2 separate regions of the Anser cygnoides genome follow, and region 1 is linked to region 2. The links are chromatin contacts, called in public Hi-C maps. All regions are on one chromosome and are shown on one strand. The core of a region is the stretch at or near the end of the contact, and the rest is flanking DNA. Distances in the headings are between cores, read along the strand shown.

Region 1 (4,908 bases), core at 1,172-3,671, 53 kb after region 2:
CTTTGTCCCTTCTTTTCCTTCCCAGCTAAGCGCTCTCGGGGTGGTGGAGGGGGCATTGTGTCCAGAGTCAAAAGCAGGAAAAATGAGTCTGAAAACACCGTGCTGGCTTTTTCCTCCTCGAAGGGAGGTTCACGGGGCTGTGCCCTGCAGGGCAGGGAGGTAACGTCCCGTGTGCTGTCCCATCCATGCCCTCCAGGGCCCAGGGTCGGCTGTCTTGTCTCGCCGAGCGTTGTAGGATGCGGTCCCGCGCATGACCCGGCCGTTGCGTAACCCGCGCTGGGAGCACGTGTGTAACTGCCACTTGGTGCAGAGGTTTCCATGGCTATACAAATATTACTCTTTAATAGCGTAGTGAGGTAAATTAAACCCGGTTTAATTTTGTATAAATGGATTTCCCGGGGCGGCGGACTTGGGCGATTCTGTTTTTTGACGGAGCGCGCTGGGAGGCGGGCAGGCAGCCGGTGCCCCCGGCTGGTCCCGCAGGCTGATACGGCCCCGAGCCCTGCTCGCCGAGAGGAAAGCCTTCTCGTACCGATAGGAAAGCCTTCCTGTACCGTGCAGGAGCCTTTCAAAGCAAAGCAATATGCCTATAGTAAGAAAAAAAGGCGTATTTAAATACCAGAGGCTGGATGCGAAGTTGTTTTGGCACGGGTTCAGCAAACCCATTTAGGCCACTATTATCTCTTTAGGCGTCTGCGTTCCCACTGAAGTCACGGGGAAGTCAGGAGCCCGAGTCCTTTGGTGAACCTGAGACTTGTGTTGATTTCTACCCTCTTAAGCAAATTCCGCTGGAGGGAAGAAGGGTGCTGACTGCAGTGGGTTGGTGTTTCTAAAACATAATCCTGTGCTGCTTTAACTCCTTGCAGGTGTTCTGTTTTTTTTTTTTCCCCTTTGGAAGGAGAACTTTTTTTTTTTGAAAATGGAATTTCAAAGGAAAAAGGAAAACACAGCTGCTTTCCCTGAAAGGCCTAGGCTGCTTCCACAAATCGATGCTATCGCCACGTTTGCCATCAGCGCGGTGCCCGGCCCCAGGCCCACCCTTGCGCCATGAGTCGTTTTGCGACACTTTTCACTTTGTAAAGCAGCGATGGATTTAGCTAGTAACACTTGACTTAAAGGCTTAAAACTCTTTGGATGTCAGATGTGCAGACACATGACTGATGAAATAAATATTGCAGCTCCCCTGGTCCCTGAGCCCAGTGCCACACTCCGATAACACTGTGCGTGCAGCAGGCTCATACCTGCGTGGCAGAGACGCAGACTGGCAAGGAAGCCCTGAACGCAGGCCTAGGGAAACACCTTTCTCCACTTTCTGGCAGCCACGTTTGATCTTATTTTATGCCAGTAATTTTTAAGCAGCTTATGGTGCTGCGAACAGTGGTGGGTTTTGCTGGGCAGCGCTGGCAGCAGAGCCCTTAGGGGTAGCCCTGTTCCTGTGCTCCATGTTGGCTTCATTTTTGAGAGGGGGAAAAAAAAAGGGGGAGAAAATCGAGGGCAGGAGGGTAGCGAGCAAATTCACAGCCGGTCTATGTTATAAACCACCGTTGTGTTTTCGCTTTGGAAGCAATACCCAAAGCGATGCTTGGCTTTGTCACGACGTCGCAAGCGGTAGGTAGCAGAGCAGCTCTCAGCACCGTGCCGGGGGCAGCAGCGCTGTGCTGGTGGGGACGGGGAGCTGCAGAGAGCCACCGGCCACCGCATCCACCGGCTCCTGCCTCGTGGGTCCTACAGCACCGGCAGGGCCGTCCCGCACCAGCGGGCGCAGCAGGAAGCCGAGCGGCAGCAGCTGACCCGCGCCTGGCAGCAGGGCTGGGCTGGGCTGGGCTGTGCCGCTCGCCTCCCAGCCATCTGCACCCGCAGGGCATGTGAAACCCCAGGGGGCTGCCGGGAGGAGGTTCTTTAGGCCTTGTTTTCATTCGGCCGGTTGGTGCTGAGCTGCGAGGTCTGCTAGGTGTAGCGGTGCTTCCTGAGGAGCCCCCCGGCCCCTGCGCGCCACCAGCCCTCGCTCCTGCCCGTGCTGGGTTCAGCCTCCCTGAAGCATGTCCAAATTTCAACCGTTCTTAATGCGCCGCAGCCCCCGCGAGAGCAGGGTCTCCTGTGTGCACGGGGACGGGGGGTGCTGGAGCACGGCTGGGGGAGGGGGCTGCTGCTGCAGATGGTCGGGGGGGTCGGCTTCAGTTTTAATTGCTAGCGGGTTTTAATCTGGTTAGCGTCCCTGCAGTGTGGTTTTTTATTTTATTTGTTTTTTTTTTTTTGTATTTTTCTGTTTTGTTTGTTGTTTGGGTTTTTTTTGCCTTTTTTTTTTTTTTTTAACAGCCGAAGGAGAGCGTTTCCCTGCGTGCTCGCGGAGCTGGAAGGCATTAATCCTTGCCCTTGGTGTGTGCCGAGGCTGCTCGGCAGCGAGGGTTCCCTGCGCTGCAGTCACATGCCTGCTGGCCGCCCGCCAGTGCAATCTGATCTCGCGCTGAGGAAACACTATCAGCTGCAGATGCAGCCAGGGTTACCAGAATAGTAAATAACGAATCACAAGACCCGGTCTATCTTTTCAACGAAAACAAATATTTTAATATGTTGGGTTTAGTTTAGAAGTAGTTTCTTTTTTTCCAAACAGCGGAGCTGCCTGCTGCAAGAGGCTCGGCGCGGTTAGTTTGCATAGGAAGCAGAAACGAGCTTTATTTTAGGTTGAGTTGTTTCATTTATCTTCAGCTTCTCTGGTCAGCTGCGTCTGCAGTGTACATTTTGATACTTGTCTGGGGCTTTGAAACTCGTCCAGCTCTGAAATTCCCAGTCTTGGGGTTTCTCCCTTTATTAGGGCCTCCTTACCCTCCGCTCCAGTTAATGGGCTGTGAACAGAAAGCTTTCTCTCGGTAATCCCATCTCCAGCCCCAGCTCTCTGCTACCAAGGCGCTGCGTTCCCAGCCCGTGCCCGGTGCTGAGCCGGGTGCTGGGGGGCTGCTGGATGCGACCCTGGCCTCGGCTTCCCCCTCCCCAGCCAGCCCAGGGGGTTCCCTGCCTCTCCTCCTGCTCCGGTGGGAAGCTGTCAGAAAATCCGGCTTGTAAGGAAGACCGGGCTGATTTTGACTGTTGTCAGCACGTAGTGTGGTGATGTTTTTAACGAAAAATGCTAAAAAAAAAAAAGAAGGCAGAGAAGGGCCCAGCCTCTCTCTCCCCGAGCAGGCAGGGGCCGCCTGCCCTCCTCGCGCTGTCCCGTCCTGCCGCAGCCTCGGTGCGCGGGGCTCTGCTTCCTGCAGGCTTTCACTTTAAGCGCTCAGCCACCGAAGGTTTGGCAGCTGCTGCTCGAGAGTGTTTGCCTGCCTGCCGTGCACAGCCATTGCTTCGGTTCTGGAAGTGTCTGTGAGTTTTAGGCCAGCATGTCCAGAGAGGATCTGTATAAATCAGGGGTGTTCCTAGACATAAACCCATGTCCTGTAAAGCAAAAGTCTCTCCTCCAGAAAAAGCAGTACATGAGGTGGGCAGAAACCTGAATCGATCAGCCATTTCCTTTGGTGGATTTTTTTTTTTGAGGCTTATATTTTTAGTGTGATGAAAACCTAGCTCCGCGTAGTGTCGTAATGCAGGCGTTGTGCTTAGAGCAAAACCATAATTTGGTTTAGATCAGGAGTTTAGCAGTAATCTGAGGGGGTTTAACCTGGTATTTCGCTGCAAAACCAGAGTTTTAATCATACATTTACTGTTTTCTCTGAAGTCAAAAAGGATGTGGGTAGGTGCATAATCCCTGAAGCCGTGGGGTAACTGATTCTGATGCATTTGAAGTTATAGCAGAGACCTGGGCCCCTTCCCTGCAAAGCCACGTGTCGGTAGGTTTGGCGTGGAGAGGCACCGGTTGTTAAAGCAGGGGGGAAGTTTTTATAAAGCATTTGTAAGGCATTTTTATAAAGCAGATGCACATAAATTCGCACTAGTCACCAATCAGCTATGGAGGAGTTCTGTGTTTTGAATGAAACGTAGTGAAAGCAGGGAAGCAACCACAACAAGCAGTCATTCATCTCCGTCCATTCAGAGCAGGGCAGCCGCTGACTTTTGTCAGTGCCCGCCGCTGTGCTCGAGGTGGGCCCGGTCAGATGCACCACGTACCTGGGAGGTGTCGCTCTCCCAGGGGGAAAGAGCGTGAATTTGTTGAGTATGAATTGTCTGAGTAGGGATCTCTGCCTGTCACTGTTTGGTTTAATTCCAGATTTATTTATTTCTTCCTAGAACGACCATTTGCAACCTCTACACTATGCCGCGGATCGGGGAGCCCGTCTGGCTTACTATGATGTCGGGGACACCGGAGAAGAACCAGCTGTGCCATCGCTTCATGAAGGAATTCACTTTCTTGATGGAAAACGCTGCTAAAAACCAGTATGGTGGATTTTAGTTTTTACATGTATATGTGTTTACGCCTTTTTTTTTTTTAACAATTTTTAGATCAATTTTTAAATCTTGGTAGTAAGTGAGAAAGAATCAAAAGGCCATCCATAAATGCATTAGTTTTTAAACAGAAATATAGTAAGCAAGTACCTCCATTAAATGCCTCCTTCCATAATCCTCTAAATCCGGGTAAAGGCTAAACATTTGAAACGCGTCCATAGGAAGCGCGTGATGGGTGTGTATGTCTGGAAGGGGATGAACATACCTTGGGAAATGCATTCATCTACCTTTCAAAATCGGTTATCATATGATGAGCAAGGTTAGACATTCAGTAAGAGAGAGCCACGTGTGTAATGCTGTCTGACCGCAAATTGCTATTAAACCCGACTTCTGTAAAATGTCCCTAAAGAAATAGTTTGCTTCGTTAGCATTCACCTTTCTGCCCTCTGGACAAAGCCCTGAGCAGTTGTTAAAAACTGAGAAGGAGAACGCTCTTGGTAAACTCAGCAGAATCTGATAAATTTACTCTTTTGTCAA
Region 2 (5,185 bases), core at 438-2,937:
CTCGGAGATGATGAAAGATGTTTTTTCTCTTTCATTGAAATGCTACGGGAGTATGTGTGCCTGCTGTTGGAGAGTAAAGCCATTAATATGCAAGAGGCTCTATATCTTGGTCCGTAATCTCTGTAAAGACAGGCCAGGCCCGATGCCCAAGGCGATGCAGACTGGACAGATAAATTGAAACTCATGTTTTTTGTGTAGGTATAAGGATTTGTCCGTGGGGAGGTTTTTACAGGAAAATGGATGGTTAATCACATATTTATCTCACTTTCTCTTACTGTCCATCATCTCTGCTACCTTGATTAACGTATGTTAACCAAGCTTCAGAATGCCTTGCTGTTAATTTAGGAGCTTTGGGAACAGATTAATATTTTAAAGGGATGCTGTCAACTTGAGTTTTAATGCACTTGAGATTAGCTGAATCTTCAGTGCTGTAAATTATGAAACTGTTGAAAGCTCAGTTGCATTTCCTGGCCAAATTCTATGATTCTGTATTATTCCCTACTTGAAGGTTTTATTTGAAACCGTATTTCTATGCTGACTTTGAAGGTATTATATTCTTTCACCATGTGAAAGCCTAAAGATCAGTCGTCTGTATATCTGCAGCAGGCAGGTGTATCCTGCATACAGAACAAAGGGGAAAAGATGCATCTGAACGTTAATTCCTAGTTTCTATTATAATCATCATCAACTTCTAGCAGGTGAAAAGCAAGAGTTCCTCCAGGTGGCTGGTTACATCTATCTACAGAACGATCCCCTGCACGTGTTACCCACTACACTATCCTTGTTTAAAAGTATTTTAATTTAATGTTACATCATAGTAACATTATGTCTTAGTTTAATTCCATTTTCCAGGGAAAGCAATGAATCACTTCTGTTTACCCAGTTCTTAATTAATTAGCTTTCTGCTGGTCTTGTGTCTACAGAGGGAGACAGTGAAGGAGGCTGTTAACTGTATCCAGTGTTGCCATTTCCTTTAAAGCTGTATTAATAAACAGTTCTGCTAAATAAATAAATAAATAAAATCTGCAATTCCTTTTGATTTTATAAAATCTATCAAACTCTTTTTTTTTTTTTTTTTTGCTTATGTTTGTTCTGGCTTCAACCGCAGCGCATCACGTCCCCGATGCCGCTCTGCAGACGGATGTTTTATTTGTTATGATGGCTTCCTCTGCATGCAAATGCCTGCGGTCCACCTTCCTTCCCGTCGCCTGACTCGCGGAGGGCTGGGGCTGAGCGCCCTGCTATTTCTGTCGGGGCTGCGGTGCGGGAGAGGCCCCTCGGGCTGCGCCCCACGCCGGGGCCGGCCGAGAAGAAAGGGGGCAGGAGCTGGGGTCCCGCAGCTCCGGGCTTTAAGGGAGGAGACGAGAACGCAGGGAAGCAGCAGAAGGCTGCTCCGACGGCCTCTGCGGGGCTGAGAGGGGCTCGGAAGCGGGGCTCCCGGCCGCGTCTCCCCGGGCGGGAGGCGGCGGGGCCGCGCCTCGCCCTGCCCCGCGCTGCCCCCGCCGGAGCCCCGGGGCTCCCCCGCGCGTTCCCGGCCTGGCTCCGCGTTCCCCCCCCCGCCGGGCGCTCCCGGGCTCGGGGGCCGCGGCTCCTTCCCCGTCCCGCCCCTGGCGGCCGCGGCGGGTGACTAATGGCCGTCATATGACTGTGACACCGAATGGAGGCGGGCGGGCGGAACCAGCCGCGAGGGGACGGCGCTCAGCGCAGCTCGGCGGCGGGCGGCGGCGGCGAGCGGCGGCGGCCGGGGGGCAGCGGCGGCGGCCCCAAGATGCCGCCCACCCTGTTCCAGAAGCTCTTCAACAAGAAGCACGGGCTCGTCTCCCCCGCCAGGGACGCGAGGGACGACTGCGTCTTCAGGTGAGCGGGCCGGGGCCCCCCCCCGCCCCCGAAGTTCTGCGCCCGCTGAGGGGCTGAGGAGGAGGAGGAGGAGGAGGAGGGGAGGAAGAAGGGCGGCAGCGCCCCTTCCCCCGCAGCCCTCCTTCCCCCGCAGCCCTCTCCCGGCAGCGCGGGGCCCCTCCTGGCGCCGCTCCCCGGCTCCCCTCAGCCTCCCCGCCCGCTCCGTTGGCCCCGGGGCTCCGTCCCCCGCCGCCGGGGGCGCCGAGCCGGAGCCCCCCTCCCGTGCCCCGCCGCCGCCCAGCCGCCTGCAGCACCCCCCCCCGGGCCGCTGTGAGGCCCCCGGAGCCGGTGTGGGGCCCTCGGTGGCTTCCCCAGGGGATGCTCGGGGCCCGGGGGGGGGGGGAGGCGAGGAGGCGCCATGCCGCTTGTCACGGGCGGGCGGCTGGCGATCCGCAGGGAGCAACCTGAAAAATGTGCGGGAGGGGAGGGTTTGGGAACGCCGAGTTTTCCCCTACAGCCAAGCCAAGCGTAGGGGTTACGGGTGAGGTTCGTCGTGATCTAACCGCAACACAACTGGATCCACCGAAAGGTGCCAAGCACAACACCGGCAGGCAAAAAAAAAAATAAAAAAAAAGGGAGTATTTTCTCCAGGAGAGCCCGTCCCGCTGCCCCGAGCCCCAGGGGCTGCTCGGGATCTGCCCCCATCTCAGCGGCCTGAACCTTGGTGGCCTTGCCAGGGACAGCCTGGGTTCCGGTGGTCCCCCAAAATTCCTCGTGTGCAGGGGGACGTTTCCCTCGGCACCCCTGCGCCAGGGCCTAGCCGTCGCCCAGGGCTCGGTGCAGAGGTTAGGGCAGGGACTGGAGCTTTTTGTGGCTGCGAAATGAAGTGCTGCTGTTGCACAGCCAGGTAATTGCTGCGCTGGAAGGCGACGCGGTCCCGGTCTTGGCTGGAGTGGCCAAAAGGTAGCCTGCAAAATCGTTTTAAAGTGCAAAGTTTGCGACTCGAATGCAAATCAAACGCGCTTCGCTAGTAAGAGTTGTGCGCGTCTCGAAACTCTTCTACCAATGTCATAAAGCACTCCTCCATCCCGTCCTGACATTTATTACCCACCAGGCTCAGAGATGACCAGCCCTTGGGTTGCCCTGTAAGGGGAGATACCTGGCTGATGCGCTCAGCTTACGTGGTGGCATGCGTAGCTGCCCTGATAGAATTTCAGACGGCAGTTCAGGTGGTCAGGAGCATAACTTCAGTAACCGAAGCATCCCGGTATCGACGGGTCCGTGGTGTCCTTACACAGGCAGGAAACGTGGCTGGACGCTGCGTGAGGTCTGGTGCTGTAACGACGACAGCGTGCCTTCCACAGCCACTGGTCACAGCTGCTCCCACGCCTCCCTGCCGTTTACTGGAAGGTGGTCCCTTTTTTTTTTTCTTCTTTTTTGTATTATTTTTTAAGAGACAAAACTCTGCAATTATGTCCATGTCATCCAGTTTTCTAAATCAGCTTAATACTGGGCTCAGGACCCTTGATGGGGAGGGTCACTAGGGCTGGTCTCTATAATTGCCGTGCCTTTTCCACCCTGTTAAGACTTCTGGTAGCGATGAATTTGTATGGAGACTGGCGGTTAATTCAACAGCTGCAATGCAGACCCTGGGGCAGAAGTGTGGGGATCACGCCTGTGTTGAAAGAAGCGAAAGTGAGTACTCTGCAAGGAGGCGTCTCTTCTTCCCTCTTTAACATGCACCGTTCTGTGCCAAACTGGATGTGAATTTTCAAAAAGATATGTCACGCTGTCTGCCTCACCCTCCTCCGCTTGCGTAGTGCCGTTTTGCCTTGTGATATGATCTGTCAACCAGTAACCAGTGAATTTGCAGTTGTTATTTATTTTTTGGCAGACCTGTGTAAAATCCCAAGAGGAGGCTGATGGTTCTCCTGGCGGAGACAGGGGGGAGTGCGAGACCTGGCTCTTTCTGACAGGAGCCAAGTATTATATTTCGAGGACTAATACAGATGCCCTCTAGGCATGTTGCCTAATGGCTTCTTTTGTTTTCCAAATGGGGATAAGTCTTGAGTTAATCCTCACTATATATGGCCTTATCAGTTGCTGGTGAAACTTTTGGATAATGCACAAAACACAGACCATTACTTATTACGGCTGTGAATTCAGAGACGGGAAGCAAGCGCTCTGGATTTTTAGTCTGTTCCTGTGTCTCCAGCAAACCTGAGGGCAACACGCTCATCAATTTCAGTGGTACAAGATTGTGTTGGTATATTATTATTGCTTATGTTTTAAATAACAGAACTTTTTTCCAAATATTGTGAACTTGGTTATTGTTGTTTGCCTTCACTGTGAAAGCTTGGTCCTCTTATTGAGGAGGCTGTAGAATACCCATAAAAAATGCATGAATTCACTTAATATATTTAGGGATTAATATGTTAAAGAGAGAAATCTAGCTACTCTGGCATGGTATCAGTATAGCAAAACATATAAGGATGATTTTGATGCTTTTTTTTTTTTGTCTGTGAATATACTTTGCATTTCATTCAGGCTTATTGTGAAAATTTACTAGGGCATAAATTCTACTTACCTGAACTTACTTACGTTATTTCAGAAATAACATAATGCTTTTCAGGGGCAAAGTATTTTCTTTACTATCTTTTTTCCTGCTTAGAATCTTTCTGTCCGTGATGGGTGTTGAGAGAGAGTCCAGCCAAACCGGAGGTCCTTCAGAGCTAGGTGCTGGAGCGGTTAACAGCTCCGTGATGGGACCAGTGAGTTAGCAACTGTGAAGTATTTGGTGATGTCCCAGTTTGTGGTCTTTTTTCCCCACATGCACGAGCCATTTATGTTACGGAAGCGCTGTCAGGAAGTCACAACAGATCCACTGCATGTTGGTAGTTCAGCCCTTCAGCTTGGCTGAGGACAGTTGGCAGACTTGGTCCATACACTGAAATGTCTCTGCACAGTGAGGCACTCACAGGAAGAGCAAAAACATTCAAAGTTTTAGTAGTAAAATATGTTTACAAGGAACACCTGCAAGTGTTCTAGAGAAGAGACAACCCCTTAAGCTGTAAGGTGTAGAGTACCAGCTGTCTACTGCAAATAATACTCACGTGAGTGGATTTTCCCCGAGGGCAACTTCTGCTATAAATAGGATCCCGTGGCCGTGTTGTAGCATCTGGCAGTGGCCGCTGCTGGTGACAGGAGACGGGACTAGCTGAGCCCAGGCTTGGGCTGTTACGGTCATTAGGAACTTGAGATTGCAGGTATGCTGTTCTCTAGAATTTCAGGTGCAAAGTATTCATGTTATAAAAATACATAAAGCTGTTTGTGTGAATCGTGTGCTGTA

The links. Hi-C and Micro-C count contacts between places; a contact is called where the count stands out from the background.
Region 1: a Hi-C map of liver shows a contact between it and region 2, with 3 times the contacts expected there. The contact joins the enhancer-like site here to the promoter of FNIP1 in region 2. A contact is called at or near these places in 6 of 7 Hi-C or Micro-C datasets (blood, fetal liver, granulosa cells and 1 more).

The regions. Positions count from the first base shown.
Region 1 is chr14:2,206,025-2,210,932 of Taihu_goose_T2T_genome, forward strand. FNIP1 (folliculin interacting protein 1) reads left to right here. Exons shown (of 18, transcript XM_066977036.1): 12 at 4,216-4,362. Among named protein-coding and RNA genes, the nearest start is that of RAPGEF6, 24 kb to the right of the region's middle. Within about 2 kb of position 2,422, at least 2 of the 3 cell types and tissues checked have open chromatin away from gene starts, as enhancers often do. A contact at or near this core is called in liver, where this site is marked.
Region 2 is chr14:2,153,483-2,158,667 of Taihu_goose_T2T_genome, forward strand. FNIP1 (folliculin interacting protein 1) reads left to right here and starts at 1,688. Exons shown (of 18, transcript XM_066977036.1): 1 at 1,688-1,857. The coding sequence starts at 1,769.